Linked DNA regions of Mus musculus: all the other regions are linked to region 7. Evidence: chromatin contacts called from public Hi-C, HiChIP or PLAC-seq and Micro-C data. All regions are on one chromosome and are shown on one strand. The core of a region is the stretch at or near the end of the contact, and the rest is flanking DNA. Distances in the headings are between cores, read along the strand shown. Region 1 overlaps Atrnl1 (attractin like 1). Region 2 holds the start of Vax1 (ventral anterior homeobox 1). Region 3 overlaps Atrnl1 (attractin like 1). Region 4 overlaps Atrnl1 (attractin like 1). Region 5 overlaps Atrnl1 (attractin like 1). Region 6 holds the start of Atrnl1 (attractin like 1). Region 7 holds the start of Gfra1 (glial cell line derived neurotrophic factor family receptor alpha 1).

Evidence for each region. Hi-C and Micro-C count contacts between places; a contact is called where the count stands out from the background. HiChIP or PLAC-seq counts read pairs in DNA pulled down with a chosen protein or histone mark.
Region 1: a contact with region 7 is called in a Micro-C map of embryonic fibroblasts, with 6 times the contacts expected there. The contact joins the enhancer-like site here to the promoter of Gfra1 in region 7. A contact is called at or near these places in 10 of 39 promoter capture datasets (the 3T3-L1 cell line, the C10 cell line, cancer-associated fibroblasts and 5 more), 3 of 15 datasets of contacts at CTCF or cohesin (embryonic stem cells, large pre-B cells and pro-B cells), 50 of 484 Hi-C or Micro-C datasets (the AML12 cell line, B cells, the C2C12 cell line and 25 more), 16 of 115 datasets of contacts at active chromatin or transcription factors (T-cell acute lymphoblastic leukemia, astrocytes, craniofacial prominence and 13 more) and 2 of 9 other capture datasets (embryonic stem cells and macrophages).
Region 2: a contact with region 7 is called in a Micro-C map of embryonic stem cells, with 6 times the contacts expected there. The contact joins the promoter of Vax1 here to the promoter of Gfra1 in region 7. A contact is called at or near these places in 2 of 39 promoter capture datasets (both in embryonic stem cells), 10 of 484 Hi-C or Micro-C datasets (all in embryonic stem cells) and 3 of 115 datasets of contacts at active chromatin or transcription factors (all in embryonic stem cells).
Region 3: an H3K4me3 HiChIP or PLAC-seq map of pro-B cells shows a contact between it and region 7, with 8 times the contacts expected there. The contact joins the enhancer-like site here to the promoter of Gfra1 in region 7. A contact is called at or near these places in 10 of 39 promoter capture datasets (the 3T3-L1 cell line, 3T3-L1-derived adipocytes, the C10 cell line and 5 more), 1 of 15 datasets of contacts at CTCF or cohesin (large pre-B cells), 52 of 484 Hi-C or Micro-C datasets (3T3-L1-derived adipocytes, the AML12 cell line, B cells and 33 more), 10 of 115 datasets of contacts at active chromatin or transcription factors (T-cell acute lymphoblastic leukemia, astrocytes, differentiating embryonic stem cells and 7 more) and 1 of 9 other capture datasets (embryonic stem cells).
Region 4: a Hi-C map of myocytes shows a contact between it and region 7, with 3 times the contacts expected there. The contact joins the enhancer-like site here to the promoter of Gfra1 in region 7. A contact is called at or near these places in 15 of 39 promoter capture datasets (the 3T3-L1 cell line, 3T3-L1-derived adipocytes, the C10 cell line and 9 more), 5 of 15 datasets of contacts at CTCF or cohesin (the NIH/3T3 cell line, large pre-B cells, pro-B cells and 1 more), 58 of 484 Hi-C or Micro-C datasets (the 3T3-L1 cell line, 3T3-L1-derived adipocytes, the AML12 cell line and 38 more), 20 of 115 datasets of contacts at active chromatin or transcription factors (the NIH/3T3 cell line, T-cell acute lymphoblastic leukemia, VIP interneurons and 17 more) and 2 of 9 other capture datasets (adipose tissue and macrophages).
Region 5: a contact with region 7 is called in an H3K27ac HiChIP or PLAC-seq map of embryonic stem cells, with 5 times the contacts expected there. The contact joins the enhancer-like site here to the promoter of Gfra1 in region 7. A contact is called at or near these places in 15 of 39 promoter capture datasets (the 3T3-L1 cell line, 3T3-L1-derived adipocytes, the C10 cell line and 9 more), 1 of 15 datasets of contacts at CTCF or cohesin (large pre-B cells), 54 of 484 Hi-C or Micro-C datasets (3T3-L1-derived adipocytes, the AML12 cell line, B cells and 36 more), 14 of 115 datasets of contacts at active chromatin or transcription factors (T-cell acute lymphoblastic leukemia, astrocytes, bone marrow-derived macrophages and 9 more) and 2 of 9 other capture datasets (adipose tissue and embryonic stem cells).
Region 6: a Micro-C map of embryonic stem cells shows a contact between it and region 7, with 3 times the contacts expected there. The contact joins the promoter of Atrnl1 here to the promoter of Gfra1 in region 7. A contact is called at or near these places in 3 of 484 Hi-C or Micro-C datasets (all in embryonic stem cells) and 7 of 115 datasets of contacts at active chromatin or transcription factors (astrocytes, bone marrow-derived macrophages, cardiomyocytes and 4 more).

What each region holds. Positions count from the first base shown.
Region 1 is chr19:57,821,450-57,825,203 of GRCm38.p6, forward strand. All of the region lies in intron 26 of Atrnl1 (attractin like 1), which reads left to right. Among named protein-coding and RNA genes, the nearest start is that of Gm52385, 100 kb to the right of the region's middle. Within about 2 kb of position 1,867, at least 16 of the 459 cell types and tissues checked have an H3K27ac peak or open chromatin away from gene starts, as enhancers often do. A contact at or near this core is called in the AML12 cell line, the N1E-115 cell line, cancer-associated fibroblasts and 2 more, where this site is marked.
Region 2 is chr19:59,167,972-59,171,841 of GRCm38.p6, forward strand. It overlaps Vax1 (ventral anterior homeobox 1), which reads right to left and starts at 2,426. Exons shown (of 3, transcript NM_009501.3): 1 at 1,818-2,426; 2 at 500-687. The coding sequence starts at 2,058. 4930442E04Rik (RIKEN cDNA 4930442E04 gene) reads left to right here and starts at 3,810. Exons shown (of 2, transcript NR_167767.1): 1 at 3,810-3,870.
Region 3 is chr19:57,646,611-57,650,394 of GRCm38.p6, forward strand. It overlaps Atrnl1 (attractin like 1), which reads left to right. Exons shown (of 29, transcript NM_181415.4): 6 at 3,648-3,784. Among named protein-coding and RNA genes, the nearest start is that of Atrnl1, 37 kb to the left of the region's middle. Within about 2 kb of position 2,466, at least 28 of the 459 cell types and tissues checked have an H3K27ac peak or open chromatin away from gene starts, as enhancers often do. A contact at or near this core is called in CD8 T cells, hematopoietic stem and progenitor cells, pre-B cells and 1 more, where this site is marked.
Region 4 is chr19:57,736,701-57,740,380 of GRCm38.p6, forward strand. Atrnl1 (attractin like 1) reads left to right here. Exons shown (of 29, transcript NM_181415.4): 21 at 3,480-3,532. Among named protein-coding and RNA genes, the nearest start is that of Atrnl1, 130 kb to the left of the region's middle. Within about 2 kb of position 1,666, at least 10 of the 459 cell types and tissues checked have an H3K27ac peak or open chromatin away from gene starts, as enhancers often do. A contact at or near this core is called in the N1E-115 cell line, granulosa cells, muscle stem cells and 1 more, where this site is marked.
Region 5 is chr19:57,665,973-57,669,604 of GRCm38.p6, forward strand. The region is part of intron 9 of Atrnl1 (attractin like 1); the gene reads left to right. Among named protein-coding and RNA genes, the nearest start is that of Atrnl1, 57 kb to the left of the region's middle. Within about 2 kb of position 2,174, at least 14 of the 459 cell types and tissues checked have an H3K27ac peak or open chromatin away from gene starts, as enhancers often do. A contact at or near this core is called in embryonic stem cells, where this site is marked.
Region 6 is chr19:57,608,737-57,612,563 of GRCm38.p6, forward strand. It overlaps Atrnl1 (attractin like 1), which reads left to right and starts at 2,298. Exons shown (of 29, transcript NM_181415.4): 1 at 2,298-2,907. The coding sequence starts at 2,618.
Region 7 is chr19:58,453,638-58,457,085 of GRCm38.p6, forward strand. It overlaps Gfra1 (glial cell line derived neurotrophic factor family receptor alpha 1), which reads right to left and starts at 1,761. Exons shown (of 11, transcript NM_010279.3): 1 at 1,561-1,761; 2 at 672-957. The coding sequence starts at 711. It overlaps Gm41876 (a long non-coding RNA gene), which reads left to right and starts at 2,512. Exons shown (of 3, transcript XR_877966.1): 1 at 2,512-2,574.

The DNA of each region.
Region 1 (3,754 bases), core at 617-3,116, 630 kb before region 7:
GTTTCTTTCACTTTTCTAATTGTTCCTGCTGGTATTTGCAGGATATGTGAAAAGTTTAATTGCTACTATGAGAGAATGGATTTCACTCTTTCTCCACTGGCTTATGAAAGTAGCTTTGGACTTTTTGAAAACATCATTTATTCTGTTTTGACATTCTGTGTGTGTGAGAGAGAGATTTACATTTTTTTAATCAAGAAATTATGCTAAACCTTGTTAAATGTTTTTTAAAATTTTTTTTCTTGAATCTTTTAAAAAAATTCACTGGGTTTTCAACCTTCCATTCTGTCTTGTGGTGTGCCACATTTATTCATTTCATCTAACGGATGGCATAAAGCATCGTGATGCTGCTACGTGCGTAGTCGAGAAGAGAAGTTTTGCACTGTGTCCATCGGCAACATTTCCACGAACTTTTGTTTCTTGTGGCGTCTTTGTCTGGTTTTAATGTCAGGGTGACACTGGCGTCCTAAAATAAGTTCGAGAGCATTCTTTCCATCTCTATATTTTGGAATAGTTTTTTAAGAGAACTGGTGTTAATTCGTAGAGTATTTGGCAGAACTCAGCCGCGGCACTGGTCCGTCTTAGGATTTCTTTGGTTAGCAGTTTTTACATTAACTTCCATCTTTTTGTGCTACTCTGTTGAGATTCCCTGTTCCTTCTTGATTCTGTCTCCCTGTTTGCCTTTCAGCCTTGGGGTCCTCTGTTCCTAAGTACTTCCTGTTGTTCCTAAGTACTTCCTGTTGCTGACCTGGTTTTGTGGTTTAGTTACAATTATAGAAATCTTCCTAAAGCAGCTCTAGTGGTGAGATTCAGCATTTGTTTGTTTGTGAAAGTATCTATTTTTCCTATCTTGAAAGTCTTTGCTATATTGCTCATGGTTAGCCTTTCCTTTTCCCCTCTTTTTCTGGTTATTCTTTTAGCACCATGAATATAAAGCCTTATCATTTTAGCCTGAAAAAATAAAATCAACAAATACTGTGGACCCTTTCTCATAAGCAACATCTTTTCATGGCCGGAGCCTCCAGCAGATTGTTTTATTGGGGCTATATGGGCTTCTCTTTAGATTTGTATTATTTTTAAAGCCTTTGACTCGCTAGCATTAGTCTTCTGTTTTCTTCTCCAGGTTTAGATAGTTTTCCTCTACTGTTTCTTTGAGTAAGGTTTCTGTTCCCTTTGTCCCATTCCCTTCCTGTTTCTGCAGTAATGTCCACTGTGCAGTGTCCTTTATCACTGTCCCCTACATTCCCACTGCAGTAATGTCCACTGTGCAGTGTCCTTTATCACTGCCCCCTACATTCCCACTAGAGTAATGTCTCCTGTGCAGTGTTCTTTATCACTGTCTCTACATCCTTGCACCTGTCTTCAGCCATCTGGTCTACCTTGCCTTTTATGCATCCTGCTAGACTATTCTGGTTCCTCATCTCACACCCTCCTCTTCTTCCCTTGATCTGTGGAATCCATGGCCTGAGTGATTTTTATTCTGCGCCTGCGATCTCTGCCTGATATCTGTTCAATTTTTTATTTCCCCTCTACTTTCAAAGTCTGCCTTTTATATATTACCTCTTTGTCTCTGAATGACTGAGGTTTTATCTGAAGTAAATAATGTGACTTCATTCAATAAAACCAGGTTTTAGTACAGCTATTCTCAGCCTGTGAGTTGTGGCCCCTTTGGAGAGAGTCTAGTGTCCTTTCACAGGGTTTCTGGCTATGGTTGGGTGGCCACAGCATTGGGAAAGTTGAGGCCCACTGCTGTAGAGGCTCAGCATTCCTTCATCTGGAGCACATTTCACTGTGTTCCTTTATGTTGGGTCTCTGGTCCTGTAGAATTATGTATATGTTTAACCAGGCCAACATGTCTGGTGCCTCTCCAATCTTTGTGTTTGCCCAGAGCTGTTCCCTCAGTGGCCCCCAGGAGACCGCTGTGCTTCATGGCCTCTCAAAGAAAGACTGAAATGAGTTTTTTTGAGATACATCTGGGAAAGCTTGCATAGTTCAATATCTGTCTTGATTTCTTCTGTTCTCGTGGAGAAGATGAGTGTTAGATTTGATTTTCACTTCCTCAGTAAAGATGGGGAGAAGTTCTATGTTAAATGCCTTCAGGCTCATTCAGGATGACACACCCTCTTTGGGAACAACCCTGGAAGAATGCCCCCATTGAATGTTATTTATTTGCTCTCTAGAGTCCTCTTTGCCTTCAAAGCACGGTGACTTAACACCCAGTACCGTCAAGGATGAACACGAAGCTTGGAATCTTATATTTGTCATAGAAACCATTCATTTCTGAGAGGAAATGCTGGGCATTCCAGCTGTGCAGGGGGCACCCTTTCCAGCTGTGCTGTTGGCAGCCTTTCCAGCTGTGCTGTTGGCAACCTTTCCAGCTGTGCTGTTGGCACCCTTTCCAGCTGTGCTGTTGGCACCCTTTCCAGCTGTGCTGTTGGCACCCTTTCCAGTTTTGCTGGGGGTACCCTTTGCTGCTGTGCAGGGGGCACCCTTTCCAGCTGTGCTGTTGGCACCCTTTCCAGCTGTGCTGTTGGCACCCTCTCCAGCTGTGCTGGGGGCACCCTTTCCACACTTTTGAGCTGTGCTGTTTGCACGTGAGCTTGGTCTTCCTGTCTGCTTAGATTTTTTATTTGCCCAGGGTACACTCTTGTCAGTTGGTCCCTGGCTTTCTCTAAGAGGGAATTGGTCTCTCTGTAGGTAGATGCTTGTCAAGTGTGTGGAGTAGAGAGAGAAATAAGTCTGAAACCTCGTGCTCCATCATCTTACAGACCTTCCTAACATATTAGTGTTAAAACTAAGAGAAGTGATTACCTACATCTGAAGCATTTTCTATGTAGGATATTTGCCTGCTAAGGAAGTTATGACTATTATTCCAGCTATTGTAAATCAATCACTAGTGTTTTAGGGAAGTACTAATAAAATAATAATTATGGGGGAACATATCTCTATGAGTTGTCATGGTATTGGGAAACATGATTAATTTACAATAAAATTAAAATATATTATAACATTAAAATGCATGTGAAGATTAATGCATTTATAATATAAAAATCCATTAACTAATTTATGCCAATAATATCAAGTGATTGTGTAAATTGTCACTACTCATATAAAATTGGAGACATTTTAAATAATGTCTATTTAAATAACTATTTAAAAATCAATTACACTTGAGTGGTAATGTTGGTCAGAAAGTCTTGAGCACATTTCCCAAGGACTTGCTGGATCAATGTGGGCAGCATCCTGTTTATTCACAGTGCTTTGTAATTATATTGTTGCTTTGCCATTGGATTCTCATTTGTTTAATGAGAAAACATATTGGATTGACTATATTTCATTATCTGATCCTCGGACAGTAATTGTGTAAGAGTGCCAGGCCTCACAAGCTGGCCTTAGTTTCTCATCACGCAGAAATCACTCTCAAATGTTTTTAGAAATGCACACACCATTTCCTGCCTTCCTTTATTATTTCTGTTAGGGCCTTGACTCTGCAGCCAGACTTAAGGCTGTGATTTCAGATGTAATGTTGAACAAAGACTTAGCAATAGGCATTGTGTTTTGTTTTATCTGTGAATGTTTAGAATTAAAATTCTCTCTATGTATGATATATATATATATATATATATATATATATATATATATGTGTGTGTGTGTGTGTGTGTGTGTGTGTGTGTATGAATAAAAAAAAGCAGTGTCACATTAGTCGCTGGTAGCATCAGAAGCAGTTGACCTTTTAAATGAAAGGTCTAGAGCTCGA
Region 2 (3,870 bases), core at 1,176-3,675, 710 kb after region 7:
ATCCCAGAGTGGTGGTCCGGCTGGCTGTTTAAGGGGTGGGGGCCGCTAGCTTTGCACAGGCAGGTTTCTGAGAATTGGCACCGCTTTCTAATTCCTGCAGAATTGATCTAGGTGCTGAGTAAAGCTAAAAGCCCCAAAATGGGGTGTTACTGGGAATATAGCCAAGATGGTATGTATCCAAATGGGGGAAAACAGCCTTTTAAAAATCAGAAGCCATCCAAAAATTCCTAAGAGTCAAAAAGAATTCCAGAAGGACAGAATATGGGGTCCCTAGGCCAAGTCAAGGTATGCAGAAATTAGACTGGCAGATTTGTGAACGAGGAGAAGACAGTTTAATAAAGAGGAGGGAGCCTTAAGACCTTCGTCCCCATTCGTTCCGTTTCCTCCACGTCCCTGGGAGGTTTGGTCCAAAGCTAGGTAGATTGTGAGGAAAGGCAAGCTGTCATCCTGGAGAGGGGAAGAGGAAGCCTGGTGGTGTGAGCACCTGGCAGCTAGGTACCTGGGTCTCAGAGAGATTGAGCTGCCGAGCCAGCTCGGTTCTCTCCCGGCCCACCACGTATTGGCAACGCTGGAACTCCATCTCCAGCCTGTAGAGCTGCTCCGCGGTGAAGGACGTGCGAGTCCTCTTGGGCCGGTCCAGATCCAAGCCTTTGGGCAGGATGATTTCTCGGATAGACCCCTTGGCATCTAGGAAAGGGTAGACGTCAGCCACCAGAACCTCCGCCCCCGGTTTTCTCTGCCTCCTTGATCAGAGCTAGCTAGGGACAAATCTCCGGTAGGCTGCTGCCAGTGTATGGGGTGGCCGCAATCATAAAGCTGAGATTCTCTGAGTGTATGGAGGCCAAGGGGGCTAACTTCATACTATTAACTGGGAGAGTAACCAGACTGTCTCTGAAGAGTTCTCCCAGACACCGGAGGAGGAAACAAACAAACAATAAAAAACAAGAACAAAAACAAAAACAACAACAACAACAAAAAACAAACCTGAATTCCAAATAGGTAAATGCTCCTTCCGGCCTAGGGGGCCTCTGGTGTGTGATCCGAGTCCCCAGTAGCCCAAAGGGGCTCTTACTGGTAACCCCACCTCCCAGTATGGTCCCAGATTGCAGGGCAGCCTGCACTCCTGTGGTCCCCACCCTTACCCCGGGTCTCCGGCCCGCTTCAGTCCAGACAGCAGAAGGAGGAGGGACTGAATGTCGGCTTGCGGGGCCTGGCTAACAGCTAGCGGGGGCGGCGCCGGCTGAAGCTGGGCCTCAGCGCCACCAGTGCCCGGGAGGAGCGCACACCGCTCCTTGAGCGAGGACGAGCGAAGCAAAGAGGCGGCATTCGCAGACCTGCGACGCAGGTCGGCGATCTCTCTAGGCCACTGCAGCCAGGCCAGGAGCGCAGCGCCAGGGCCCTCAGCCCTACCAGCTAACTGGCTGGCTCTGGCCAGCGGCGGGAGGCTACGGGTCCTAGCCCACTGCTCCATCGGGTGCGCTCTGCCCTCCATGGCACACACGCCTGCAGGCCGGAGGACGCGCGCACGTTCCCCTGGAGGAGCTGGGTCCGAGCCCCAGCTTGGTGGCCGGTCCACAGTCACGGTCTGGATTCCTTCCCGCAACCGTGCTGCGGGGCCCCTCCGGACTGCTAGGGCCCAGAAAGAGCGCTTTGAGAGGAGCCCCAGGCACAGGTCCCCGCGACCGACCGGACCCAAGAAAGAAAAGGGCCAACAACAACTTTCTCCCAAGTCCTCGCCAGCCCTAAGCAGCGACGCGAAGCTGCGGCAGGGGAATTACCCCGAAAAGAACGCGTTCCAAAGCCCTGCCCATCCCTACCTCGGACTAGGATCCGGCGACAGTAATCTGGGTCCGCTGAGGAATTGGATTTACTTTTGTTACAATCTTCCGAAGCGCCAGACCCGGAAAAGGCGCCCTGCGGCTCCTTGAGGAAGGCGGCCGGAAGGCTCCCCTCGGCGCCCTTGATCTCCCGGCTCTCCTTGTGCGCGTTCTTCGAGACCCTGGCGGCCTCGGTGTCCGAGTGGCACCGGACGTCCATTTTGTCTGGTTTCCCGAACATAGGCAAAAAGAAAGAAAGAAAGAAAACAACAACAAAAACAAAAAAACACAGAAAAGAAGGAGGGTGGGAAAAGAAGAAGCAAAAGGGGACAAAACCCCTACAACGCAGCACCTAAGCTCGGTCGCCCGCCAGAATGAATGTCCCCGCGGGGTGGCTTCGGCGGCCGCGGAGGGTCAGCGCAGACAGGAGAGTGGCGCGCTGGTAGAGAGGCGGCGGGTCTTGTCCAGGATCCCGGTGGCGAGGCCGCCTCGTCAGCGCCCGCGTCCTTTGAGCACGTCCAGTGTCCCCAGCCTGGCGATCAGGTAGCGAACAGCGCAACTCCGAAACGCTGCGGCTCCGCCTGTTACTGAGACGGCCGAGTTGTGGTTGTCCGACACCCGGGGGGGACGCACACTCGCTGTTGCAATTGATTACGGGTAATTTCGCAGCCCCCACGTTTCAGTTACCTCACGAATACACTAAATTGTTTGGATAATATATCAGATCGTAATGGATGGTTTCTGTCCTTGTCCCCAATCAAGTAGGGGTTTAGCCAGTGAATAAACGGAAATGATTGGTCTTGCTTTCGGGAAACACAATCAAAGACCCACACTTCCAGAAAAACTTTTGACAAGATTCATCCTGAATTGCTAACACCATTAGCAGGCATTATTAACTTTCTCTTTGCCTTTGACCGTCCTGCTCACATACTGGCTAAAGGGGGGTTCCTCTAGACTCTCCAGATAGAGCCAGATGGGGGGGGGTTACCCCCTCAGTCCCTGTAGCTATAGAAAGCAGTTGCCTCTGGGTGGGGAAAGAAGGGGGGAGGAGAAAAGTTTCCCCCTAAAGTCTCTCCCCCACACTCCAAAAAAGCCAAGCTTTCTCCCCAAGCGACTCCTTAACACACCTCGACGTTGACAGCCATCTTAAACTGCCGCCCCTCTTCCTGTAGCCCCAGTTGGATTTTTTTCATGCCTGCACCTCCAGCGGCCCTGAGGCAGCCCATTCAAAGGGCAGCTTTGTACTCAGAGTGGGGGGGGGGGGGTAGAGGGAGGGAGGAATACGAGAGAGAGAGAGAGAGAGAGAGAGAGAGAGAGAGAGAGAGCAAAAAATCTCAACTGTGAGATCTGCTTCAAAAAAAAAGTTTCCCCCTAGCTATTTCATTGTCTTGCTACAATGTCTTTGAGAAAAGCAACAGCCAGTAATCCAATAACAGCATTGATTAGGCCACAATGATTCAATTCAAGCGCATGGCCTTGTGCAAGGAGCTTGCTCCAGCCCTTCTCGTCACCTTGCCGGGGCAGAAGCCCTCTCCACGCCGCTCTCCCCATTCATTCCTTTATGGGAAATGCGGAGCAAAAGGAGTGAAAGATGGCAATTATCTAATTGGACTATTAACAAACAGTCCTCTGAGTGCGGCGGTCTGGCGTGGCTCCTGGGCGGGGGAAGGGCCGTGTTCCCGGCCCTCATTCACAAAGAGTGCAGGGGCCGCGGAGGAAAGGGGGTTTTTAAAAGGGAGTGGGGGGGGGGAGGCGAGGAGAGGTGGGAGGTTTGGCTGAGAATTTTTCCACACAATTCCAAGAATGGGGCGGAGGCGGGCGGGGGAGGGGCGGGGGTCTGGGCGAGAGGGTGGGAGGCACAAAGTGAGTGGGGAGGACAGCGAGTGTGTGTGGCGGCCTCCGAGGGGCTCTGCGCCCGCCCCACAGTCCGGCTGTCACCTCCCGGCCACCACCGCGGTCCCTCGAGACTGCTGAACGTGGAGGGGGTGGGCCGAGCCGGGTAACAACGCTCCTCTCCAAGCCACCTCCGGCCGGTCTCTTAGGAGCAATCGCG
Region 3 (3,784 bases), core at 1,216-3,715, 810 kb before region 7:
ACCCCTTTATAATGACATAATTTACCTAAATTGTGTGAACCATATTCTTAGAAAGGTTGTAGAGTGATGACTACCAGTCATGTGACTTATTGCTTGCAAAGTTAACCATTGTATAGTTTGAGAGCATTTAAAATACATTGAAACAGATAGTAGGGCTTTAGTGATTGCTTCTGTGAGCCTAGTACACATGCAGACTATTTTTCTGCTGTAACAAATGCTTTTCAGTGGAATTGGAAGATAGCACTCTTTAAAGATGTTTTCTCATCTTGCTTCCCCCCCCACCTCCCCCTTCCCCTATTCTTTGGAGAATTTGAGATTTCAGTATACATGTTAAATGATAAGTGGAAGAAAGAAAAATGGTGGATATAGCAAATTAATATAGGAATGTTAAATGATATAAGAAAGGCACTGTAGGAATTAGTTTCACTTTAAACATTGTGACCAATTATTTAGTTTGAGCAAAACAATATATCTAACATATTAAATGAAGGCACATAATCTTTGAGTTATTATAAGTTTAATTCTGGATGGTTATAATGAAATAAATGTTGCAATATAGTGAATCATGTGTATTTTTCCTAGGTTCCCAGAGCACAGTGTGATTATATGTTTATACAATACTGTATACGTGTACAATTATAATTTTAAATGTACAATGAAACTATTATAAAAATGTACAATCATAATTAAAAACATTTTACTGCTCCAAAGTGGTAACAGTCACTTGTGATGTTACTGAGCCTCCTTTGCTGGGGGAGGGTCTTGCCTCAGTTTTATGGCTACCAGTGGTTACTGGTAATGGCTGCAATTGCCGTGGGAGGTCAGATTGCAGATCAATAGGGTTGGTGTGATCCACTGCATCTTACCCGAGAAGAACTTTTCAACACCGGTGTCTACCCTCTCAAGCCTCTTCCCTAACCAAGCAATATTCTAAGTCTTATCCTCAAGTGTCCACATCGTCGTCAGCAGCAGACTCTGTACTCGCAACCCAGTTTTTGTCATCACAAGGAGTAGCTCTTGTTTCAGTTCTCTCTCCGTGCTTTGCTTCTGGTCCCTTTGCTGTGCCCACCCGATCAACAGTCACTTTTACTGTGGCAGAGTCACTTAAAAGCACTCACGGGATTGATACCTCCCTTAGATTCCTTTGAATGCTGGTATTTTGACCTTCCATAATCTCTGATTCTCTTACTGCATCAGAGTGGCGACGTTTCCAGCTCGGCCAGTGCCATCATCAGCGCTGGACTGCTTGTTGCCATCCAAATGAGCCCTGGCGGGTCACTCTGTGGAGCTATCTCTGCTCCGGCCCCCACACGCCCCCTCCCACACACTCTTTGTAAACCAGCCTCTGCCAGCCCCACAGTCGTCTCCTCTCCTTACCTTTCTCAGCTTTCAGAGAATTGAACAGAGTGAAGGTTTACTGAGGTCCGCACTCAGCCGCTGGGTTGGGTTTTGTTTAAAGTGATGTTTGAGTGGTTTGCTCTCCCACTGAAAGCCCCAAACCTGGCTGTTAGCAGTAAGGGCAGTCACCTCACCATTTGTTCTCTGGGGGGAGCACTTCCATCTCCTGTAAATGGCGGTTGACAGAAGAGGGCAGCCAGCGTGCACTTTTGATTTAACTGAAAGGAGCGGCACCTCCCCATTCATCTTGACATTTAGAAACCAGTGTAGTCACCAGCGGCTTAATTCCAATTCTGCTTTGTCTTCGGTAATAAGGAGAGGGAGAGAATAGGGGATGGCCAGGCCAGTTCCTGAAGCAGTCAGAACACACACACTTATCTTGGGTTTATTGCTTTATGTAGCTGTGGTTGGTGGTGACCTCAAGTGACTTAAATAGTAACGTGATTATAGGTTGTCACGACATGTGATTCTAATGGCAGATCTTGGATAGCGAGAAACACACAGGATACACACAGTTCTCTAAAGAAGCAGATGCTGGCCTGGTTCAGCCAGTGTTGATGTAGGACTCAGCCTGTACACATGTATCTGTAAGTGCAGCATCAGGCAGTACAGCGACAGGAAGTGTAGTGCAGCGACAGGAAGTGCAGTACAGTGACAGGAAGTGCAGCGCAGCAACAAGTGCATGACAGGAAGTGCAGCGACAGGAAGTGCAGCACAGTGACAGGAAGTACAGCAACAGGAAGTGCAGTGACAAGTGCATGACAGAGTGAAGTGACAGGAAGTGCAGTGACAGGAAGTGCAGCACAGTGACAGGAAGTACAGTAACAGGAAGTGCAGTGTAGTGACAAGTACGTGACAGGAAGTACAGCGACAGGAAGTGCAGTGCAGTGACAAGTGCGTGACAGGAAGTGCAGCACAGTGACAGGAAGTGCAGCAACAGAAAGTGCAGTGCAGTGACAAAGTGCAGTGCTGCAAAAAGTTCATGGCAGGAAGTGCAGTGGCAGAAAGCATAGCACAGCACAAGGAAGTGCAGTACAGGGCCAGGAAGTGCAGGACAGTGACAGGAAGTACAACAGGAAGCATCAGTACAGTGACAGGAAATATAGTATAGCAACAGGAAGTGCAGTGCAGTGTGACACTGGGTGTTGTGACAGTGCGTTCCTCTGTTACCGGGTTTTCTGTTACCGGGTTTCAGAGACACTGATCACCCCGTCTATATCTTATGGATGAGGACACCTAATCAGTCACATGAGTCTGGATAAGAGACAGTTGTTGCTCCAGTTTTATGCTATTGGACGTCATTCTAAACTAATAATTGTTATTACTTTATGAAATTTTTATACGTTTTTTTTTTTTTTTTTTTTTTGGTTTTTGGTTTTTCAAGACAGGGTTTCTCTGTATAGCCCTGGCTGTCCTGGAACTCACTCTGTAGACCAGGCTGGCCTTGAACTCAGAAATCCACCTGCCTCTGCCTCCCGAGTGCTGGGATTAAAGGTGTGAGCCACCATGCCCATCTCGAAATTTTTAGTTTCTAAACATTATTATTATTATTATTATTATTATTATTATTAATTTTCTGATATGCGAGGCTACCTACTGAAGCCAGTTTGGTCCTTAATAATGTGATCCTTATTATCACATTTGTTTAATAGCGTGTAATTTATAAATGTCTTTTATATACTTTTTGCGAAATACTAAAAACTTTTAATAGCATTTGTGAATACTTTTATTTCCTCTTTATGTATGAAAGCTTGATGCTGGGCAAGGTAAACAGATTTGTCTAAGGTCACATCGTAATAGACCGAACTCGGATTTGAGGATGTTGTTTTCCACTTTAATATTATAGAAGCACACTAAAGTGTAAATAGGACATTTCGTGGTATTTAACAAGTTATGAATATATTATGATATTCATTAGAACATGCTAAAATCTGATTATATTTTCCTTGTTAAGGATTAATTTGCAAGTTATATGTCAGTCTTTTTTTCATGAGGGAAGGTTTTGGGCTGGGGTCTCACTATGTACCTGAGTTGTTAATTTGCCCATGACCTTTTGGTCTTCTTCCCTCAGCCTTTTGCCTGATGGTTTTAGAGGTGTGCTCTACGTTGTACGGTCAGACTATTGCTTGTATTGCATTTTTAATACAATGAACATTAGATTCTCTTCATCTGTGTGATCTGCTTCGGTAATGTAAGATCTTTGTTTAATTCAATGTGTTGCTTGATTTTTTTTTTTTTTATTTAAACAGGCCCAGATTGTTCTCTGAATGTCCCTTCTACTGAGTCTTACTGGATTTTGCCAAATGTTAAACCCTTCAGCCCTTCCGTAGGTCGGGCCTCACATAAAGCAGTTTTACATGGGAAATTCATGTGGGTGATTGGAGGA
Region 4 (3,680 bases), core at 416-2,915, 720 kb before region 7:
CTGTTGTATAAGCTGTGGAACGGAATGGCCACCATGGTGAGCAAGGCAGTAGTAGTTATGATCAAAATATCCATTTAGGTAGCCTCAGTTACATCGTGAATTTTAAACCAGTCTTGGCTGCCCTATCTCTAACAAAGTATCCAGAAACAGAGCATAAAACCCAGTAGTCATACTGTCATGATCATGACAGTTCTCAGTCTAACATTCCAAGAGAATTGGTACTGAAAATGGTAATTTTAAAATACAAGCACCTACTGAACTCAACAGATGGGTCTCTATAGAAGAAATAAAAATGGCCAACACCTTAGCCTTCAGGGACATGTAAGAGCCCAGCTCACTCCAGTCAAGGTTGCTGTAATTGAAGGTACTCATGACCAAAATGCTGGCAAGGCTGTGAACAAAAAGGAACGTTACTTATGGCCAACGGGAACATAAACTTGTGGAGTCGTGAAGGACAAGGAAGGGCCTCATGAAACCCCTGAGAGTGGGCAGATGTCTTAGCCGTTCTGTTCTTGGTTTGTACCCGAAGGACTAAATTACTCAACCTGCCACATGGATGTACAACAGAAACATCCTTGTTTGTCTGTTCACAAATCACAGTATCTAGGAAATGGAACCAGCCCAGATGAATGGCTAAATAAAATGTGATAGATACATACACTCAATGGGAATTTACGCAGCCATAAAGAAAAATGAAATCATGGCATTTTAAGGAAAGTAGATACAACTAGAAATCATTATGCTCAGAAAAATAAGCCAGACTCAAAAAGTCAAAATTTCCTTGGACTATTTGATGTGTGGTACCTGAATTTTAATGTGTGTGTGTTGTTTTCTTGATGATTGCAAAGCTAGTCATTTCTTCCCACTTGCAACCAGGCGATGTAAGATAGCTAATGCCACAGTGTGTGACTGGCACTCAACCAGAAGGAAAGAGGACACCTCTGGGAGTCAGTGCTCTCTGTCCGCCATGGACTCCAGCCATTGAATTGAGATTGGCAGGCTTGCCAAGGACGTGTTTTTAACCACAATGCCATGCTGCAGGCACAAGGGAGGGGATTTGTCCTTCATTTTCTGCATTGTCATCACTCCCTATGTCAGTAATCAAAACCAGGTCCCCCTCAGTCTTCCATGGAGGTGATACCATCTGAGTTACTTGAACTTCATGATGTTAACAGAGCTTCATGGTGAGATATGATGGATGCCTGCCAGACAGCACTAAATGCGATGGTTAGTGGAGCAGCATTATCCGGTGTGCTAGAGTAACCACCGAGATTCATAGCTGGTTAGTTGGGACCAGTTGGAGAAACAGTAGGGATTACAAAGTAATATTAACACTTGATTATGAAGCCTAAATTGTAAGGCTTGTAAATCTTCCTGTTTTTGTTAAATGCCATAGCTTAGAAGAAAGTGCCTTTTGTGGAATCAAGGCTGTGAACATGAGCGAGCCTTCAGTGATAGCATTTAAAGGAATCACCTTCCACAGCCAGAGGATAGAGTGTGTTGAAAACCATTCTAGAATTCAGTCATAAGGGTGGCTGATGGCAACTTAAACTGGAGCTTCAGCCATAACATTTGTTCCCTGACAATCACGCCTGGTCAAGAGAAGGAAGGGGTTGAGGTTTTTAATGGGAGTGAATGAGATACCAGAGGCCTCAGTCAGAGTGCCCTGAGCAGTCCCGTCTGTAAGATTACTCTCCTACTGTTGCTCAGTCAGCCTGTTGGTGAACTCTCTATTGCATCTCTGGTCTTTCTTGATTTTCTACTAAGATAACATTGCTTTAGAGAGATTTGCAGTTTATTTTAATGTCTTTAAGGTTTGCCTCCAATATAAAACTAGCAAGCACATGGCTAAAATGAAACTAAAATGTAATATTATTTAGCTTATTTTCCACTATTTGATTTTTTTTCACTACTAAAATATATTTGGGTTGTAATATCCTTGTTTTAATGAACTGTACTGTTAAAAGAGACATTTCAAAGGTTTCTCTAACCTTTTAAAGGCTAAATTTAATTGAAATATGAAGCTATTATATTTAGTTACTTTGGTACATATATTTTATTTTAACTTTAAATTATTTTGTCATTATATTTATAACAGCTCCTCTTTCCCTTTTCTCCTTCTGGGCCAGTTCTGTTTACACACACACACACACACACAAACACACACACACATACACACCACACACACCACACACACACACACCACACACACACACACACACACACACACACACACACACACATACCACACACACACACACACACATCACACACACACACACACACACACACACACACACACACACACACACACCACACACACTTAAATATGACCTGCTCAGTCTGTGTAATGTTACTAGTATGCATGTTTTCAGAGCTGGCCATTTGGTGTTGGATAACAAGTTGTCGTGCTCTTCCTGGGGAAGAAAATGCCTCCTAAGACCAGGCTGCGGGCAGTAGGGCATTTTAAGACTTGTAAACCTGGCTGGCTCTTGTTAAGTGACATGATGTTAGAAGGAAGTGCCTTTCGTGAACTTACATTCTGTGAACATCAGTATTGGATGCAGATGGCCCAGTCCATCATAGGTGGGCTCACCCCAGGCTATTGTTCCTGGGTTCTGTAAGAAAGCAGACTGAGCAAGTCGCGATGAGAAAGGGAGTAAGCAACACCTCTCCATGATATCTGCTCCTGCCTCCAGGTTCGGGCTCTTTCTGAGCTCCTGTCCTGTCTTCCTCCTTCCATGATGCCTTGGCCATGGAAGAACACCCTGTGTACTAAGTCACTCACCCTCTTTGACATGCCCACCCATGTCCTGGCTCAGCACATGTCCCATGTCGTTTTGGTGAGACATGGGTGAAGCATCTGATGTTAGTAGGAAACTCAACTTTAAATTGAGGTTGCTGATCTTCTGGCTTTACAGTCTTCCTAGCACCCTTTTGGACATGTCCGCAGGTTTTTTACTCTAGTACATGTATTTTATAACATTTATTGTGGAAGTATATCTCGAGAAATACAATTATGCAAATCAAGTCTGTATGTCTGTCTCATGCTGATAGTTTTTAATGGAGATAGGACATGAAGACAAAAACCAAAATTTTTGAAAAATTAATACATTTCTCTGCTGTTATAGGTAATTACATTTATGAAATATTTAACTTAGTGTTTGAGTCTTCAAATGTATTTATTTTTAATAATCTAGTGAAAGGTCAGGAGTTTGAGCTTTTGGTTTTAGATCTTATTACTCTACTTTGTTTGCATCTATTGATTTAGAGAAAAACTTTTCTCAGGCTCTGTCCTGGATACGGCCTTTTCACATTTTTTCACAAATATTTTCTGTTTACTCATGCTTATTTATTGTTGGGTTTCTGCAGTCAGTTATTTTGGAAGTTTACATTTTTAAAAAGAATTATTTTATGATATAGCTTTAACATATATACATTATTTAATATTTAAAAAGTTTTTTTAAATGTTTTTACAGATGTGACTCTGAAAATCGCTATGTTGGTAATCCACTTAGGGGGACATGCTATTGTAAGTATTTGGATGTTTTTATTGACAGTAATTGATTTATATTGTTAGCTTCCAGTAAATGAATACTGACGGCTCATTACAATATAGTTATTCCCATCCACATATTTTATTAATTTACTTAAAAATTTTTATTTAAAAATTTGAGTTT
Region 5 (3,632 bases), core at 924-3,423, 790 kb before region 7:
GTCTTCTCCAAAGATGAGATACCCTGACTGGTTATCCAGTCCCAAGAGGCCATCCTTAAAACACACATACATGCAAAGAACCCAGCATGAACTCATAAGATCGTGTGCGTGCACGGAAGTGTGATCGGTGTGCATTCTGTGAAATTTCAAAATAATCCATAAAAATATCGGGAAGTATGTTGGGAACAAATTTTTATTTATTTTCTTGGTTTGGTGCCAGCCTGTACCAAAACCCTTTTGAGAGTTCATTATCTGATAATAACATTTTTCTCAAAGTAATTTGGCTATTATCATGATTTAGTAACTCAAATCAACTTTAGTCAAATATTACTATTGATTTCTGCTTAGCTAATATTTTGATAAGGAACTAAAATCTTTCTGAACATGAAATAGGATCATGCTTCTTGGATTTTTCATGTTAATTATTTGGTGTGAAGGCTATATTAGATGCATTATTTGGGGGGTGTATTCTTTTAATGCTTTTAAAACCACATTTTTAAGACCAAACTTATTTTTTTTCAACAGTAGTTTGTAACTATAGCCTTTAAGAGAACTAAAGGTGACTTTTGATGTATAGAATTTTAACAATGGAATTTATTTCAAAGTGGTTATAAGGATATTCAGATTATTCAGTGATTATTACATGATTCGGTTTTTATAAGTATTTTAAAGAACTGATCTATGAAATTGATATATTACTCATTAAATCATTAATTATAACACTATTATTCTTACAATGCAATACCTTTTAAAAGTTAGATGTATTACAGAGTAATGGTCTCATTGTGGCTTTCCCTGTGCTCCGGCCCTGTTTACTGTCTCTCCCTCCATCACACTCTCCCCTCTCTTTCATGCACCTTTACTTTCACATAACTTTTAAATTTCACACGTGAGAGCATGTAACAGCTGTCTGTCTGACATTATGCTCAGTGCGGTGCCCAGCCCCAACTGATACATCACAACACAACCCGTACACCTAAGGCTCAGAGAACTGGGGCAGAAGGATTAACAGCCAGGGGACCAGGAGGTCTGCTGTGAGACCGTGACATCTGTACAGGTGAGGGAAGTTGTACCCATGAAATCTAGAAAGTATGAACAAGATCTGCGTGGTGACATCATTCCCGTTGATGTGCAGTGTGGATGAGAAACCTTTCAGGGGTTCACCCATAGATGAAGAACTAGACAGTTAAGCAGCTTAACTGAAAGCTAAGCTCCACCCACTTCCCTGCAAATGGCGTCGTGTGTTTGAGTGGACAAAGCTTTTCAGCGCACTATTTAGCCACTTCAATAGGCTGTACTGAAGCCCTCCCTGTTATTTTCACGTGCACTTCTGAGAACACACAGTGATCGCGGAACTTTTAGACATGTATTTGACACCTCTGTCTTTATTTACATATGGGGCAGTACACTTCTTTTGGGTTCCATTTCTTTGTATGATTTGGAAACCATTCTTTTGGGGTTTTTTTTTTTTGTTGCACTGTTTTTATGTGATGGTATTTTGTTACAAAATTTCTTATGACAGTTCTTGGCTTGCACTTTTATTCTTTGAGCATTATCTAAATTAACCAAGACCTCATCATTAGAATTATCTTTCATAAAACAAAAATAGAAATTAAGGCCTCAGCAGTTAGTTTTCACGGTTTGTGCTTTTTGGTACTTCTAAAGAATTCATCATCAACCTCACCTCCTGGATTTTCTCCCATGTTATCCTCTAGGTGTTTATCATATTCTGCCTGTGTGTTTATGTAGCAGTAAATTGTTAATCTGCTCTGGACTCCCGCCTGCAGCTGCGCTTCTCGCTGCTGCCCAATGCTCTGGAGTCCCCGAATGAAACACACACACACACACACACACACACACACACACACACACACACACCGGCTTATTTTTAATATACCCTAAGCAGCGCAATGGCTGGGACACTTCCTATCTCCATGTGACTAACACACACTCCCTTCCGATATTCCTGAGTTATCACTTTCTAAAATCTATATTTTATCTTTGCTGCCCCGGACCTTGCTGGGGAGCCCTCCTGGGGCTGTTTTCCCCTTCACCTACCTGTCGGTGGGCGCTCCCTCCTGCACCTTTTCCTGTGTGGTCCATCTCCTATGTCATCCTCGTGGCGGAATCTCCTCTTCCTCCTTCTCTATCCTTTCCCAGGAATCCTAAAATCCCGCCTCCGACTCCCTACCCAGCCATTGGCTGCCAGTAACTTGATTCACCAATGAGAGCCAACTGGGGGCAGGGACCCCCAGCATCTGAACCCGCAGATTCTCGTGTGATTTTGGGAGCCGAATGAACACAAACAGCATTAGAACCAACCCCCAACATGTTTACTATTTATTCTACATTAATTTTTTTCATCAGTGTAACGAATATTTATGTGGTATGCATACGTGCCTGCATGCGTGTTCATGTGTGTGTGGGTGCACACGTGTGTATGTATACGTGCGTGTGTTTATGGCTGCAATGTGGAGGTCTGAGGTTGACTTACTTCATGAGTTGTAACCCTCTTTTGTGCACCACAGAATATTTCGAAACACGATCTGTTGCTGAACCTGGAGCTCGCCGTTTTGACCATTTTAGCTAGCTTATTCTAGAATGCCCTGTCTCTGCCTCTGCATCACAGTGACGGGTGGGCTCTCCCACAGGCTTTTATATGGGTTCTGGAGTCTGAAGTCTCGTCTCCACATTGGCAGGGCGCGCTCTTTACTGTGAATGTATTTTACAGCGAGTCTTCAGTATGGGTCTAAATTCTTTCTCTATTGTTTACGACTTTTAGTTATTGCAGTGGTGTTTCTTGGGTATGCTATCTTATCGTCATGGAGCAAGTTTTGCTTCTTGTTAAATGTCAGTTGGGTATACTTGGGTTGGTCTGTCTCCGGGCTCTCTAGTCCACTCTCTTACTTACTTGTCCTTGTTTCAGTAACAGACTGCTTCGGCTACTGTAGATCATAGTAAACGCAGAGGACGGGAGCAGTCAGTCCTTTAACTTGATTCAGTATTTTTCTTAAATATTAATTTTACATTCTTAAGTATTTATTTTGTTAAAGTTAGAGTGCCTGGATCTGTGCCTGTGCACAACATTTGCACACGTGTCCACGGAGGCCAGAAGAGGCATCCGATACCCTGGAACTGGAGTTATAAACAGTGTGAGCCACCATATGGATACTGGGACCTAAGCCTGGATCTTCTGCAAGGCACTAAGTGTTCTTAACGGCTAAGAGGTCTCTTCAGCCCTGACTTTGTCTAACTTAAGCCTTTACCTACCCATGTAAATCTTACTCTCCATAATTTACTGGGATTTTGATTGACAATAACTTGTATCGCCAGATCAGCGTAAGAGCTGACAGTTGATTGTATTAATCTTTACATTCGTGTGCATGTAGTATCTCTCCATTCATTTAGAGACTTTTGTTTTTATTTATTTATTTGTTTACATTTATTTGTTTTGAGATAGGGTTTAAATATGCTACCTGGAGTTTGCTATGTAGATCAGGTTGGCCTCAAACTCAAGAGATTCACGTTCCTCTGCCCCTCCCCCCCCAAGTGCTTGATCTTTTCTAAACTCAGAATTTTATAGTCTTTTTCATAAATCTTACATAGAATATTATATGAAGTATACATTTTAT
Region 6 (3,827 bases), core at 1,048-3,547, 840 kb before region 7:
TCATAAAACGTCAACAGAAACAGTTCGAAGGAGAAAGAGGATATAGGCGAAGCAGAGATTTGGTGTGATCCTTATGTGAATCCTTTCATATGAATTTAATGTATTCAAGTGTATTCGAAGGGTACTATTGAGAGGAGGCCTTTGGGGCTGCACGTTCAGTGTACGGTGAATGATTACAGTGGTCAGATGGCAACAGATGTGTGTTTTTAATGGGCAAACCCTTCACTCAAATACACGCCCCAGTCGGCGTGTGGCTGAGCTGTGAACTCTCTTGTTAGAGAGACAGACTCCCGTGTACCCTTTGAATTACCTTTATTCACGAGAGGGATTAAGAATTGACCACTTTCCACACGTCTGAAAGTGACACTACCTTAGACGTGAGAAAGATGTAGCTGACTTTAAACTTCAGCTGGTAGGAAGAGAAGAAGAAAGGAAAAGCCAAGGAGATTGTCCACCAACAGAGGATCCTAAAGGGTTTGGATTTCCTTTTCCTTTTTCTTTTTGTCACTGCAGTGAAAAGGAGTGGCCTCTAACAAGATCCTCTTAACTCTGCCCCCCTCTTTCTGAAGAACACCAGAATGTGGAAAAGGTGGGAAAGTATGGGGCAGGCCAAATTTCAGGCTCTACAGGACATGGCTCACACTATTGTGTCCCGGAAATGGATTTTTTTTTTTTTTTTTTTGTACAAGTGAGAATCAGCTGCCTTTCTTCTTTTGGGAAGGAGCCTTTTTTTTTTTTTTTTTTTTCCAGGACTTTTGTTTTCCTCTTAAGTCATTGCTGAGGTATTTGCAAACCAAGCCAGCCAGCACTTATGTTTTATTCACCAAAGGAGAACAAAGCAGCTGCAAACAGAAGTGGGCTGATAAACATTGAAAACGCACACAAGTTAGAGGACTTGATCCGTTTCTGCTACCAACACGCACCTCAGCCTTTCTCATGCTATTCCCTCATCTGCGAAATGGGGTTAATAGAGGATTTTCTCTGTGAATTGGGATGATGGAGATTAAAAGAGATGACGTGGGTACATTATTCCCAAAATAAACTCGGAGTGAATCTTAACAATAATATTATGACTGTGGTTACAACCAAAACTTTTCTGCTCCAGCTGTCAGAAATGTCTGGTGAGTTTCACAATCTTGTTCGTACCGCCTGCTCCTTGGTGGAGCTCCAACAACTCTCGAGGGTGCTTGCCTGCAATTTGTGCACAGCTTCCTCTCAAGGGTTCAGCTAACAGGCCCGTATAGAGAAAAGTAGAAGACATATCTCAGCTTATGCAATTAAATCTTGGAAAGTCATCTCAAGGAAGAAATAGATGCCGCTGAAAACGGGAAAGGGCCCTTTCTGGAAATCACTTCTGCTTTTCTGAAGGAAAAAAAAAAGCCCCGATGTCGCAACATTTTTCAAGAGAGAATAGTGTCCCAGACGAAGGAGGAAACATAGACAAGAGAAAAGAAGATTTGGTGAGGTTCCGAGGCAGCGTCGGGAGGGGTGGCTCTCGGAGCAGTTCTTTGTTGGGCATGAGGAGCCCCGATTGGGCGATAAAGAGCCGCCGCGGCTGAGGTCGCCCCACGGGAGCAGCTTCGCGCCCCATGCAGCCCCTCACCCCACTCCGCCCTGTCCCTGCACCCCATAACGTGGTCAGACCGCGGTGCCTTTAAGACTTTGCTGGCTGCACATGCTCAGCTCTTTGTGTGTAGTTGGGAGTTTTTAAGAAAAAAAAAAAAAAGAAGAAGAAGAAGAAACGTGCAGGAGACTCGGGGAGCGCTGGGGCGGGCGCCTCACTTTTGCAGCCCGCGGAGTACAAGGTTGCCTTCCTGCCGAGGCCCCGAGGTCGGAGTGGGTTTCTCCTCCGTGGGCTCCGCGGCGCGGGCCACACCTGGGGACGCACTCCCAGCGGTGCCCGCCGGCCGGGTGGGCGCGCGGGGGAGTCCCAGGTCCCCGTCAGGGGCCGGGCGAGACCACCGCGCCCGGACCGAGGGGGGGGGAGTGGCCACGAGAGTGCGTACGCACAAGGCTGCGGGGACGTCTCTCCGCAGTTTGGGCTGCGACCGCGGCCACAGCAACTGTGTCTGGAGGACGGAGGGAAGCAGGCTGCTGCGGTATCTCAGGCTAGCAGGAGTACCGCCGGGTACCGACAGCCGCCCTCCCCTCCCCGCGTGCTCCTGTTGGACGCGCCCATCTCGGGGGCTCCCGCGCGGCCCCGCCCTCCCGGGCGAGCCTCGGCATTCGGCGCGGGGCGCGGGCGAGGCGGGGCCGTGCGGGTCCCCTCCCCCTTCCCGCCCGGTCCCCTCCCCCTCGGGTCCCCTCCGGAGCGCGGGGCGCCGCCGGCTCTTCGCTCCGCTCCCGGAGCTACCGTGGCTGCAGGGTTCGGCTCGCCGAGGACAAGGTCAGGGGAGCGGGCGGCGATGCCCGAGTGTGACTGGAGGCAGCCGACCGGAGGCCGCCGCGCCTGGGATCCGCCGCTCCGGACCGGTCAGCGGGACGGGGGTCGGCGCCGTTGAGGAGCCGAGGAACAGCAGCGGCGGCGGCGAGGTCCTCTGCGGCCGGGATCCCCGCTCAGCGGCATCCCCGTGCGCTCCCGCGAGCGCAGCCCCGCCGAGCCGGGACGCCGAGGAAGATGGAGCCGGGGGTCCGGGCCCGCTCGGGTGCCCCGCAGCCGGCCTCCCCGGTGCTGTGGAGGGCTCGGCCGGCGGGCGGTGGGGGCGCCTCCTCCTGGCTGCTGCTGGACGGGAACAGCTGGCTGCTGTGCTATGGCTTCCTCTACCTGGCGCTCTATGCTCAGGTGTCCCAGTCCAAGCCCTGCGAGAGGACTGGCTCCTGCTTCTCCGGTCGCTGTGTCAACTCCACCTGCCTGTGCGACCCGGGCTGGGTTGGGGACCAGTGCCAGCACTGCCAGGGCAGGTTCAAGTAAGTGCTACCGTGGGACCCCAAGCCTCAGCCCTGCCCCGCCAGCGTAGCTCCCCGCCCCGCTCTGGCCTCGGGGTCCCCGGGAGGGGGCCCTACGCTGCGCCCCTCCAGCCTCCGGGTGCCCCGGGGAGCTCCAGCAGGCGCCCAGCCCGGGCTGACTCGGTGCTTTCCGCATGTCCTCAGCGGCTTGTCATCCTCTGCGCAGAAAGAATGTTCTCACTCCAATTCGTGCCAAACTCCGCCAATTAGGACAGTATCTGTTTCCATCAGAAACGGAGGAAATAACTCATGAAAAATCCATGAACATTGTGAGAAGTCAGAGGCGTCAGGGTTTAAAGTTGTGGCCCAGCTCCTTCCCTGTGCTGTTCCTCTAGTCAGAGAGCACGCCTCGGTTTAGTAATCGTCGAGTGTGGTAAATAGGGTTTACAATGGGCAAACTACGATCTGTACCTTGTTATAAGTTTCTAGGTTGGTCCTCTCACCCATTTCCCCATAAGTCTATAACTTACTGGAATTTTACGCCTTCTATCCAGAACCTACAGAGAGAAATCCAGGCAGCAATTTAAGTTAACTCGATCAAGGTTATGCAGAAAATGCTGAGTCGTGATTCCAGTCCAGCCAGCTTCACTCCAGAATATGCATTTAGAGGTGTTGGGTTTATCAGGACAGTCATGGCTTTGTGTGACTTTTGACAGGTGTATGGGGGACAGCAGTTTGGTTTTGCTGAAAAGCAAGGTGCTAAGGAGCCTGCATCTCTGGGGAAGAGACACTTCTCCCTATTGGCTGATGCTTATTAGATTTCTGCCTCTATAAAAAGAAGTGGGGTGGCCGTTGGGAAGGCGGAGAAGTGGGTTTCTCTGAGAAACTGCAGGAAAGCGGTCACCGAGAAAGCTTGTCCTAGATATTTAACATGAAGTTTA
Region 7 (3,448 bases), core at 511-3,010:
TCCCCGGCTCAACAAGGAAGGTTCCACTGGCTGCCTTAGCGGGATTTGCCGGGGATCCCGCGCAGCCCCAGCGTCCCAAAGCAGAAGCAAGCACTCCTGACCCGCTGGCTGCCCCGCCTCCCCAGGCACCCGAGGCTGCAGTGTCTCCTGGCCAGCAGCGGGCAAAAGGGCACTGAGCTGAACAGCGAGGCTGGGTGCTTGGCACCCTTAGCGCTCTGAACGAAAGGCAGACGAGTGCCACAGTCTGCCCCGCGGGTGCGCAGAGACGTTTTTCCCTTAAAAGTTTTCCATTCCAAGTTTGCTCTCTTCCGACCCCAGCGGTATTTGACCACACTCCACCTGCCGGAGCGTCTCAGGGAGCTCCGACTTCCAAAGGGGAGTAACGCCCTGGGATGGAAGCCTACGACCCCTCAATTTTCCACCAGGCTGGGTTATTAGTTTTTGTTTTGTTTTGTTTCTCACCCCCTTTAAACACGGCAAAATAAAATCAACCGCTCAAAGACGCGCCAGCACTGCTTCCCAATCCCAGAGATTCTTGAACCTCTTCACCCCCTAGCGAAACTTCTTCCACCCACACTCAAGGCACCCACCCGCAATTCTGGAGTGGCTGCCGCAAGGGACCCCCCAATGAAAGACTCTGGATGAGAAAGCCAGCAGCGGTCTCGACTTACCCAGGAGTGGCAGCACGAAGTACAGAGTGGCTAGGAACATGGTGCCGCCGCGCAGCTGGTCCCCGCCCCCCCAAAATCCAAAGCCGCCACCGGATCTCGCGGAGAGAGCTCAGCGTGCAGAGATCCCCGGGCGACTGCGCTCCTCTGGCCACTCAAAGTTAAGCTCCATCCAGGGTGAGAGCAGACTCCCCGTTGCTCTGCCGCCCACCGCCGCCAGGGACTCAGCTCCGAGCGGGCGCGAGGGCGGGAGGCGGACCCGCTTTTAGGGGTTCAGTTCCGACCCAACCTGGAAGGAAGAGCGCGCTTTGAAATGAGAGCCCAGAGTGCTGAAGCCTCCAGCTCCCGCCCCTCTCCCCTCCCCCGCTCCCGCCTCGGGGGACTTCTCAACGCTACCCCCACTCGGGTCCGAGAGCAGGAGGTGCGAATTCATCTATTACGGGCACGAGGAAGCTCCGGAACCCGGGTTCTGGAGCTGGTAAGGTCCGCTAGGGCTCCCAACGTTCAAAGCTGGAGGATATCGCGCACAACCCAAGAGGCTGAACGCAAGCAAATAAATAACCATTACTTTCAGAGCAAGCGCCGGAAGCTAGCTGGCGCTGCCCGGAGTCGGAGCCTCGGTGGCGAAGGCTTCTTAGCCAACCCCGCTGGACCAAGACCCTGCTCCGGCTCCGGGAAGTTGGCCGCCCTCCCTGGCTCTCGCCCGACCACTCACTTGCTGGCTCGATCACTAGCGTTCTAGCTCTTCTGTCCCCGGCCACCGATCGCTACCCCAGTCACCGTCATCCCCTCCCCTGGACGAGCCTCTCTTCCCAGGCAGTCCGGCAAGAGGAAACTGACATCCCGCATCCCGCCTGGTACTGAAACCTGGCTTCTCCGCCCCTACTCCTACCTGCCGCTCATCCTGGGCTCCTTCCTAGACTTCAGTGCTTCACACGCACTTGCCTAGCGCCCGAACTCCTGTGCATCCACACCACTGCCCCGTGAGAGCGAGCTAGTCCACAGCATCTGCACACCCCAGCAGGTGCAGCCCCGCACCACTAGCGCCCCCCTGGCCCCAAAGTTGGAGGACGCCAGCAAAATGGAAAGGGATGGCTGGAGGGGAGGTGGCGATGGGTTCTCAAGTGGAATGAGAAAACTCTAAATGCCACGAACCTGAACCCAATTGACCGGTGTCCAGCTGCAGCGAGTAGCCAGTGTTTGTTTATTTATTCTTTGGGGTGTCCCCGCCTCCTCTTTCTCTTTCCGGCCTCACTTTCTCTGTGCTAGGTAAAAAAACGATGCCACAATCTGCTACAGCTCGGAGGACAGAGTTGGCCAGGACGATTTCCGAGCAGACCTCCCCGCCCCGGCTCGATGCCCGGTAGGGATGTCAGCGGTTATTGGAAGCGGTGGGAGGATAGCATGCCCAGATTGGTTTTGGCTAAAGGCCCCTCAGGCTGCTTCTGCTCCTGCCTCCGGGCAGCGCAGGGCCGGCTCTTCTGTGAAGCGCAGTTCCTCCGTCCGCCACAGCAGACTTACAGGCTGGCTGGCGGTGGGACCCAAGGCCAACAGGCAAGCAGGCTCAGGACCCGCAGCGCTACGCCGCCGCCGTCGCGGAGACTGCGCACCCCCACCCCCTTCAGTGCACAAGGGCTCTTTCTTTAGTGCAACACAGCAACCCATCCAGACCCTTTTGAACACAAAGTTGTTTTTTTTTCTCCACGTCATTCGCGGCTGTGACTCAAGACTTGGCAAGATTCAGACTCACTCAGACCTAAGCCCTGAGCGGCGATCCGGGATGCACCCACCCATTGATAAAATGCTTGTGCGAGCTCATGCACCTCTCTCCTCCTGGTATGACAGCGAGACAAAGCAAAGTCCACCCCAGCCCACTGCACTGAAGTCTGATCAGACCCAGCTTTAGGTAATTTTATAAGATGATTTCCATCTTTACTGTTTCAAGAGTAAATTTTTTTTCAAAAACATTTTATAAACAGAACACATCCACAGCCCTTCACCCCAACTTCAAGGATCGCTCCAGCGATGCTGCTGAACCCCGCTCTCCGTGACACCCGCTGTCCTTTAGGGGTCCAGAGATCTGTCTAGAGTATGTCCGTAGTAGTGTTTGACCGACCAGCTCGCTGCTTGGGGCTTGTGTCAGAGATCTTTTCTATGTCCAAGTTCATCATCTCTCAGGAAAACAGAGTTTGAATCGAATCTATGAGCCCAGCTGTCAAATCTGCAAACCCATCACCACAGACAATGGGCCGCCAAGGAGAACAAAAAAAGAGACGCTCTTTTTTTGATCCAGAGTGTTAATTGAAAAGGGCAAAGGCTTTAGTTTAAGGCGTAAGGGCCGGGAGAAGAGGAGGAGGGATGGGTAGCCCTCCATTCAAGTACACATCAGCCAGGCGTGCCCTTCAGCTGTGGCGGCTGTAGCATTGTTTGGAGTCCTCAAAGAGTCTGTGCCTCTGTGAGCAACCTGAACCCAGGGGACATCCCGCCAGTGCTAGCTCCTCCTTTGCCTTGCACGTGTTCCTCAGGGGCAGGTATGAAGTGTCTGAAGCCTTCGCCAGGAACCCCTCCCCCGGTGTCACATTCAATCACACCAGACTTACACAGATTTCCAGTTCAGTGTATCAGTTTACACTCCGTCGTTGAGTAAACAAAGAAAGCATATGTCACATTTTTTTTGCGACAGATGGTTCGATCCAAGGGCTACTTAAGTTCTTTCTCTAGCGATAGTCAGAAGTCTACAGGGTGGAACTACTGTGGGAGATGGAATTGAGTCTTCCAAT